Linked DNA regions of Zea mays: region 2 is linked to region 1. Evidence: chromatin contacts called from public Hi-C data. All regions are on one chromosome and are shown on one strand. Each heading gives the region's core, a stretch centred on a gene start, on an enhancer-like site or on the middle of the called end of the contact. The rest is flanking DNA. Distances are from core to core; before and after follow the strand shown. Region 1 holds the start of LOC100273674. Region 2 holds the start of LOC100193646 (basic helix-loop-helix (bHLH) DNA-binding superfamily protein).

What was found. A called contact is a pair of places that touch in the nucleus more often than the background predicts.
Region 2: a Hi-C map of leaf shows a contact between it and region 1, with 4 times the contacts expected there. The contact joins the promoter of LOC100193646 here to the promoter of LOC100273674 in region 1. A contact is called at or near these places in 2 of 25 Hi-C or Micro-C datasets (ear and leaf).

The regions. Positions count from the first base shown.
Region 1 is chr2:82,331,808-82,336,514 of Zm-B73-REFERENCE-NAM-5.0, forward strand. It overlaps LOC100273674, which reads right to left and starts at 1,450. Exons shown (of 13, transcript NM_001360290.1): 1 at 1,249-1,450; 2 at 1,089-1,146; 3 at 3-135. The coding sequence starts at 119.
Region 2 is chr2:82,878,027-82,882,418 of Zm-B73-REFERENCE-NAM-5.0, forward strand. LOC100193646 (basic helix-loop-helix (bHLH) DNA-binding superfamily protein) reads right to left here and starts at 2,193. Exons shown (of 4, transcript NM_001138742.1): 1 at 1,792-2,193; 2 at 1,409-1,661; 3 at 1,032-1,319; 4 at 387-940. The coding sequence starts at 1,895. The coding sequence ends at 437.

The sequences.
Region 1 (4,707 bases), core at 200-2,699:
ACCTGGTTAGCAAAGTCTGCAACAGAATGCACAAGCTCAGCTAGCATAACATGACTTGAAGTTGAAATCCACACTCCAAACTTTAGGGAGAAAACGAGGAAGTTGCACCATAGTGCCATGTTAACCGCTCGATGGCTGAGGTCACATTCCAATATCAATTACATTAAACGAAATGTACATCAAAAGATAACTTCATGAGCAATCCAAACAAGAAGCAATGACACTATTCTGTTGATAACAAAATGCTGGATCAACTAGTATAGGTTATCCTTTGTAATTGTGTTTCTTTACCACAATGACAAAAAATAAAGGGGTAATTTGCAATGAGTACTTATTGTGCAGCAGCATCGTGATTCAGACTCATAGTTCAATCAGAAGCATATTCTAAGTGGGCTTTTTTCCTTGTCTCATCACCTCGTCCAGGAATGGGGAGCATAACATTCTCTTATGCCTCCAACTCCAAAAAAATTATGGAATAACATATCCCCAATTGTGTACTGTCATAACATCAGGGCAAAAGCATTTGTGTTCCATCACAGCACAGATCCACAGATGCACATATACCAAAACCATCTCACACTCACAAAATCGCAATTTATCTTATACTTGTTAGGTACTCATATGTTGCTACGGTTTCCATTTATGCTTAATTATAAAGTATAAAACGCAAAAACATGTGTATTTTGTTTGTTATGTGGGTATGAATGTGGGTTTGGAGCCAACAAGGCAAAAATCATGGTTTGAATCCTTATTTGTACATAATTTTAGCTTTTTCACCATTAAAATGAGGAGCAAGGAGGGGTCACGCACGACGACGGTAGAAACAATGGAAACTGGTGATTTATATAGTAGATAGATATAGGGTACGAGGCACTGTGTTGAGCATCTTCTTTATCACAATGTTTCATATATAAATATACTAATTATTATATTTTGCATGAAAACAAAGAATGTCAATAATCCATGACGAGAACACAACTTCTGAAATCTGTTTTGCTGGATACGCAATGTTCTGACATCTGAGGGAAATGTTAGGGGTGCCATCGTCAAAATGTGACTTCTGAGGGAGACCAAGAAAGGGGAATTACCTGTGTTCATCGTCAAAATGTGCTTTCTTCTTGCCCTTGGCCACACGCAGAGAATAACCTGCATCAGAAGAGCAGCAGCACCCAACATAAGGCAAGAGCTAAGCAAATAGAAAAAGCAGGCACAACGAGGAAATCAAAGAAGGGGCCAGCCCTTCCTTACTGCGGGAGATGGTGAGCCGGACGGGAGCTGCGTCAGAGACGGAGCCGAGGGGCCGCGACGCTGCAGGAGGAAGAGCCTGCCTCCACCACCCGCCATGGAGGCTGAAGAGGCCCGCGGCAGCTGATGCAGAGAAGAGGAGCGGGCGTGGGGAGAAAGCCGAGCCAGAAGGCGGGAGCGGGGGCAGCGGCGACGAGGAGGCCTCGCGGCCGCCGTCGTCGTCACGGCGGGATAGAAGGAATGGGCAGGGCGAGAGAAGGCGGGCAGGGGAGGTGGAAGAGAAGAAGCGGAGGCGGAGGGCCGCAGAGGCGAGGGGACGACGCATTTAGGCGTGCCGGCGTCACCGGTGCTGCTGCCGCCGGTGGGGCACGACTCCCATTCCTCGGAGCGACTCTCCGAGACTAGTAGGGGATTAAACTACCATGTGGTTGGGCGGCGGCCAGGCCGTGTCCCGCCGTTATTTGGGCCCATTTGTCGGCCCGTCTTGGATAGGATCCGTAGTACGTTTAAGCAGATTGTACTTAACATCGCTCTAACGATGGTAGCAGGTAACTGAGTGCATAACATTACTTAGGGGGGCACACCCACATGCTCGGTTACCTATAAATATCCTCACATTGTACATGGACGGGACACACTTAACAAGACGCTACAGTTCCATACTTACTGTTTTGTTGAGCATTTGTGTTCCCTCTTTCTTGATTGGGCCCACTTGACCATGTGTCAGTCGGTCCCAACATTTGGCACCCATCGTTCGTGCTACGATAAAGCAAACTCGCGATGGCCCAAGAAAACGACTTCGAAGGCACTTTTAGGCTTGAAAATAGACATACTACAAATCTATATGGTTCCAAGTGAAAAAGTGTATGTTTCTAGCACTTAGTCACTTGTTTTAGGTACTAATCATATATTGTCTAATGGTGTGTTTGGTTTGTGGAGTCACTCTATGCTTCATGAGGTGATGCATCATAAGTTCATTCCATCAATTTTGGTGGAATCAATCCACTCCTCATGTATATACTAATTATTAGCTTATGAGGAATGGGGTGGTGATGGATCAACTCATTTTATTCCACAAACCAAATAAAAAAGTGAAGAGTGAGAAGAAGATGGATCACTTCATTCCTCAAACCAAACACACTCTAAGTGTTAGGGACTATACGAAGTCGAGCCAAAAAACAAAGAAAAGTTGGCATGGAAAAGAAGCATCTGGGCTTCTTTGAGTAGCACCAGAAGGTCCGGTGCCACCCACCGGACGGTTCGGTAACTGTCCGGTCGTTTGGGCAGCTCTCGGGAAAAGCTAACACCCCCGGCTATAATTCATCGGATGGTCCGCGCGGAATGCTAGACAATCCGGTTTGTTAGTCGGCCAACGGCTACTTGACACGTTAGCCGGAGCCAACGGTCAGGAGGAGCACCGGACAGTTCGGTGCCCCCGTGGGACAGTCTGGTGCCGCCCAGAAGCAAAAAGTAGCAAATCAGAGATTCATGATAGTTGCACTGTGCAGTGTTCGGTGTGCACCGGACAGTCCGGTGTACTCGCGGATAGAAGGCAACTAGGACCTTCCAAATGGAGCTCCAACGACACCTAGGTCCCTTGGGGCTATAAAAGGACCCTCTAGACACCATGGAGTTGTACCCAAGCACTCTTTGAGAACACTACAGCTCTGAATCCATGCGACCATGCTATTGTTTTGCTAGAGAGAGATTTGAGCGCGTTTTTGAGCTGTAATTCTGTCGTTGTGTTTCGTGCGCTCTCTTTTCACTTGTGTGTGTTGTTGCTGCGTTGTGCCCTTGTGTGCGTTTCTACTCCCATCCTTACTCCATTTTGATTGTAAACAATTGTGTAACTTGTGAGAGACTCCATGTAACACTATAAAAACCATCAACTAAAAAAATACATTTAAGATTATTAATGATAATTAGGGTAATAAAGTGTGATTTTTATTTTGCATCTAGAATAATTTTTGTTGTATTCATGTTTGATTTTGGATGTTTAGTAGAAATTTTCTTCTTAATAAAAATCCAATTAAATAATATAATAATTATTGGTCCAAAAATAAATATTTTAGTTATAAAAAATTTTGGTATAATTATTATGATTTTTTAGAATTTTTAAAAATATATTTATTTATATTTTAATAGAAAAGAAATAAAAAAAGAATTTCAGAAACCCTAACATCTAACCGGCCCATCAGGGCCCAACAGTCAAGCCGCCATTAGGGGAGGATTTTCTTCCCCCCCCCCCTCTCTCCCTGCCGAGCGGGCCCCACCCGCGGCCGCCCCTCGTCTCCTTCCCCAGCCGCGCCGCCACCAGGACATCGCGCGCGTGCTGCGCGCCGACCGCGACCAGGCCGCCGACCTCGCGCCCGACCGTGACCCCGGAGCCGGACCGCCGACACTTCTACTCCTCCCCTAGTTTCCCCTTCTCTCTCCCTCCATTCAAAACCTCCATGAATGCCATCAATGGAGTTATGTCGGTCGTTTCTTCTCCCCCCGGGCGCCCTCTCCCCTTCCCTCTCCTCTATAAATTGGACATCCGCGCCCACGAGCTCTCCCTCCCCTACAGCCGAACCCGCCATCCTCTTCCTCCCTCGCCGTGAGTTCGTCGCCGGAGCTTCGTCGACCACGCAGCACCCCGCCGGAGCCCCGCTCGACGTCGAGGACCCCTGCCCCGCTTCCCTGCTCGACGCCAAACCCCCTGTCCCTTCCCTGCCCGGTCGAACCCCCCCCCCCCCCCGTCGAGCTCCCCCTGCACGCGAGCAAGTCCAAGGTAGAAGAAGACGATTTTTCATTTTAGTCCATGTTTTGTAAATTTAATAATTTCGGGATTATCAGTTTATAGATTGTTGAAAAGAGATTTTGATGTATACGTATAGCCGAAATTGAACCCCGCAACAATATTTCGGATATGTGCATGATTTTATAATTTTAAAAATGAATAATGTCACTATTCACTACCTCGGTGATTTTCATACTAGAAAATGTTTACAAATTTAACTTCGCTTTAGCTTATGGAACGATAGTTGTTATAAGTATGTTAAGTGTAAATTTATTGATATGAAGAAGTAGAAGAAATACTAGACCACGTGTTTTCGGTCAAGTGAAAATAGATTTTTCTAGTCAAAATACATGTGATCATAAGTATAGCACTTAATTTCTTGGATTTAGTAAAATACTTGTTTATGTCAAAATAACCATGAATATGTTATTTAAAATCTAATTAGTGATCCACACTAATTTTTGGAATATTAATGTTAGAAGAATCATAGATAAACCATTTTTAGCTATACACATAAATTCTACTTAGAAATAAAAAGGAATAAAATTTATTAGTCTATTATTAGTAATAAAGAAAATAATTAGCATTTATTTTCATAAAGAACGTTAATACATGTTATACTAGGTAAAACTAGTATTATAGTCACCTACTCATAATTTCATCCATAAGGACTCACAGTA
Region 2 (4,392 bases), core at 943-3,442, 550 kb after region 1:
TATTGATTTTTAATAATCAGTTTAATAGCTGCATACATGATACATAAGTGAGTTTTCAATCAGCAAGAGGGTGACATGCCCCTTTTGGCCTACATGTATGTATAGGGGCGCCTGCCAATCAAGGGACTGTTGACGACTTCACGTTCAAGAAAGCCACCTGGAGATGGCATCCAAGCTAATGACGGTTCCTCTCACTCCACTGATGACTGACCCCAAAGATTTATTCTTTCGCTATCTTTTGGTCTTTGTATAAAGTTAGTGTGTGTCTATGGATCGTATTTTTTGCTTAATTTTGTTCTTCTGCTCTATAGCACTAAAATAATAATCTGAGAAAAAACATGACTAAAAATAAAAATGAGTACACCAACAACTAAAGCCACCACCTTAAAAACCGATTTATTAATTCTTCAGTGCTATCACTGACACGAAGGCTTCTTCAATCCTTCACCGTCAGTAGAACAAAATATAAAATGTCGCGCGCCCGTTTCCCACGCAGAAACTTGACGTACTTTACTAGTCGTCGATCGGCCAGCACTGATGAAACCTCGAGACCAACATCTACTCCGGCTCCTAATTTTTGCCGAAAGGACGACGACGACAACCACAACGGAGCACCATTCCGTACGTCATCCCGCGCGACGTCACCCCGGTGACGCCATCGGTTCGCGAGTGCCGAAGCTGACTTCTCAGGTAGGCACGCACACGTACAAGGGCAACCACAGTAATTTCCGTCGTGCGGCAAGCTGTAGTTAGCAGGCTGCTTAATTACCTCCACGAACAGTGTGTGGAAGACAGTGTCGCCGCGCGCGGTGATGGTGGCCGTGACGACCCGGAGGCGCAGCGGCTCCAGTGCGAGGCAAATCTTGCCCACGGCGTCCCTGCCCCTGCTGCACCAGAGGCTCACCACCGCCACCCTCTCCCCTGCCTGCGAGACCTGCACCTGCTGCGACCCAATCTCAATCATCATTTACTAATCGGGCTCTCGAACAATTCGATCGCTTGAGCCAGTCAAGTATCTACTATATTATCACCTCCAGGATTCGGACTGGCGGAGATGACGAGATGGAGCTCGTCGGGTTGTCGGTGAAATACACGGACGGCAGTGGCACCGCCCTCGGCTTCTTCCTCCAGGGGACGCTGTCGACGTCGTACGCAGCACCCCCAGTGGCGGCAGCGTCCTCCGTCTTGACGGCGGCGGCGGCGGCGGTGCCGTCGTCAGAAGACTGGAGAACGGATATCTCGGCGAGCAGTCGGCGCTCCTGCTCCTGCAGATGCTCGATGTGGGCGATGGCGTCCCTGACTATGGACGCCTTGTCCATCTGCGTAGTGCGTACACCAAAGAAGTCGATTAATTACCAAGCTGTCTCCATGACCATGCACGCACAGATAGATGCAGTGCTCTGACGACCTTGGTGATGTTGGGCACGACGCTCCGGAGCGCGTAGAGCCTCTCGTTGAGCTTCCTGCGGCGGGTCCTCTCCATGTCCATGTTCCTCGTCGTCGTCGTCGTCACGCCCGGAGGCGGCGGCGGCGACGGAACCACCGCCGCGGAACAGGAGTTGGCGCCCTCGGCCGAACTGGAGTAATCCTCCGCCGGCCGGTTCGATGAGCAGAGCCCGGATACGGGCTCATCAGCCTCGTTCGTCGGCACGTACATGCTGCTGCCCGCGCGCACGCACCAAGAAACCATTATTCATTCGTCAGACCACTGGAAGAAGGAACAAGGGAAAGAAGAGAAGAACCGAGTGATCCACTCTTCTCCGGTAGATTAGCAGCAGCTGACTGAATCACCTGTCGACGATGTCGGCTAGGTCGAGGGGTTCAAGGAGGAAGCGCGGAGGCGACTGCCAGTAGAAACCTCCGCAGCCCATGGCCACCATGCTATCTGCCTCCATCGGCCTCAACAGATCGGCCACTTCCTCACTATTGCCTTGAGTCTACCCTGTCAACTGTTTGTTTGCGCCTGCGGCCTGCCCACTGATCGAAACTCTTGCCCTTTCACCTGATCTAATACATTCATGTGGCTTGAGCTATCACCACAGGCTTTTGAGCATATATAATCGCATAAGGGCATCTAGTCTTTAGTGCTAAGCAACGCAATCCAAAGCATTTGGTGCGCTGGAAGGATGTAGATGTGCCGCTTGGAGAGGGGATCGGAGTAGAACGAAGGGAACGCCGATAAGAGGCTCTGGGTGGCTGCGGGCTACGGCACTTGGCAGGATCGATACCAATATACCATGCCGCATGCGCCTGCCACTTTATCTTCTGATTTTATTAGCGCCTGCCACATGTTAAAAAACCCTAAACCCTAAAACCCCTAAAGCAAACCGTAAAAAAATTGTTGGAAAAAATGCAAAATGAGCCCTTCAACAGCTCTCCTTTTTATCCTCCATTATCTTGGCGCCCCGAATACATAGCATTTTCTCCCTCAAATTTCCATGTCTCAGCACACGTCCATCCAATTGTTTCCAACTATTTTTTTTTTGTCTCACACGCTGCTTACGCATGGCTGAAGGAATTTAGGATTAATTTATTAGCAGCCTACCGCAGGTTTAGAATTATTTAAGAATTTTTTACAGGAGACCCTAATATTAAATTTTAAGGAATAATTTTTAACAGTCTTTTGGAGTTGCTTTCATAAAGTTTACCTATTATTGTTTGGCACAACTTAATACTTGTCCGGAAACCATGTTTTCTCAAAATTACGGTTTTATAATACTATACTTTGCAATTGTCGTAGAAATACGACAGGTTTGACAACTGTAAAAATACTATGGTTTTAAGATACATTGTTTGATTACAACATTATAAACCATATGTAACAAATTGTTGGCGCCGATCTAAGCTCCAATCACTACGAGATGTACCAGTGGCGGTGCTCTCTGCGACAGCGTGGACGGTCCGTAACCTGCGGCAGGAGCTGGTCTTCCCTGCACCGAATCCGGACGGTCCACGCCTGGTGGCCGGACAGTATGCGTGTGCGTAGGGGCGGCGGCGTTCGCCAACAGCACCTGGATCTCACTTTCGGAAGGGACCCCATCAAGGAGGAGAGACCCTAGGGTTTGTCTTGGAATCGGTAGACCATCCAAGACACCTCTAGACGATGTAGAGTCGAAGAGAGATGAAGATTGAGATGAACAAAGTTGTGTTATTGTCTACTCCTAGGGTAAAAAGTAAAGAACGGAAAATATATCGATCGTAGTTCGATTGTTTGTCTCCGTAATCGGTCGTTGCCCTTCATATATATATATATATATATATATATATATATATATATATATATATATATATATATATATATATATATATATATATATATATATATATATATATATATATATATATATATATATATATATATATATATATATATATGGGAGGTCTGGACCCGTTCCTAGGCGTTTGCCAACATCATCCGCGGGTTTAGAGGGATAAACACACGCGAAAAAGGGATTAGTTACTCCTGATCCGATCTAATCATGGACCATACACACCTAAAGGCAGACCGTCCGGTCTTCAGGGTCGGATCGTCCGGTCGTGCCCAGTGCCACAAATAGCGCTCAACACATGCCCCTACCTTTTGGGGAAGCTGAGCAAACCAAAAGCATTGGTGATATTACTTCAGGAAGCGATCTGTCACACCCGGTTTTAGAAGGCAAACCGAATGCGAACCATGTACGTGCCAGGATCAGTTATTCACGTACACAGCAGTTACATAATATGGACATCATCACTCAGTGCTCGAAATAGTATTAAAAAGGGATAATAGTCGATTACATCATACGTCTGAGACGTCCATATAGTTCTTACAATAAATCAAAGTGCGAAAACGAAACGTAGATAGCACGGCCTTCACAGGCAGCCGACTGGGGGTTGCCGCTAACCCACACCTAGAACTCGTCGTAGTCTTGGAACTCCTGGAAGTCTCCTTCCACAGCTTCATCTTCGCCTGAGCAGTGGTTGCAATGCTGACAACCTGGGGGGGGGTTTGGTGTGTAGAGCAAGGGTGAGTACACATCAACATACTCAGCAAGTATCCTGTTTGGCTGTAGTGGACTAGCTTTATGTGGGGATAAGTCAAGCAGTTGCTTTTAGTTGGTCAGGTTATTACTTACTAGTAGAAAGCCAGGTTTTAACATTAACCCAAGTTATTAACCCAATGTATCCTTTCCAAACGGAAAGAATACCACTTACCAATACCATAGTCATAACCAAAACCATCAATCTCATAACCACCTGTAAACCAAAAGGTCTCTTATCAAGTACCACTAATCACTGGAGCTCCCTTGGCCGCTCATAACCGTGAGCACGGCTGATATATCAGTTTCATAACACTCTGCAGAGGTTGTGCACTTTACCCACAAGCCGTGATTCCCTCTTGCCTCGGGCCGA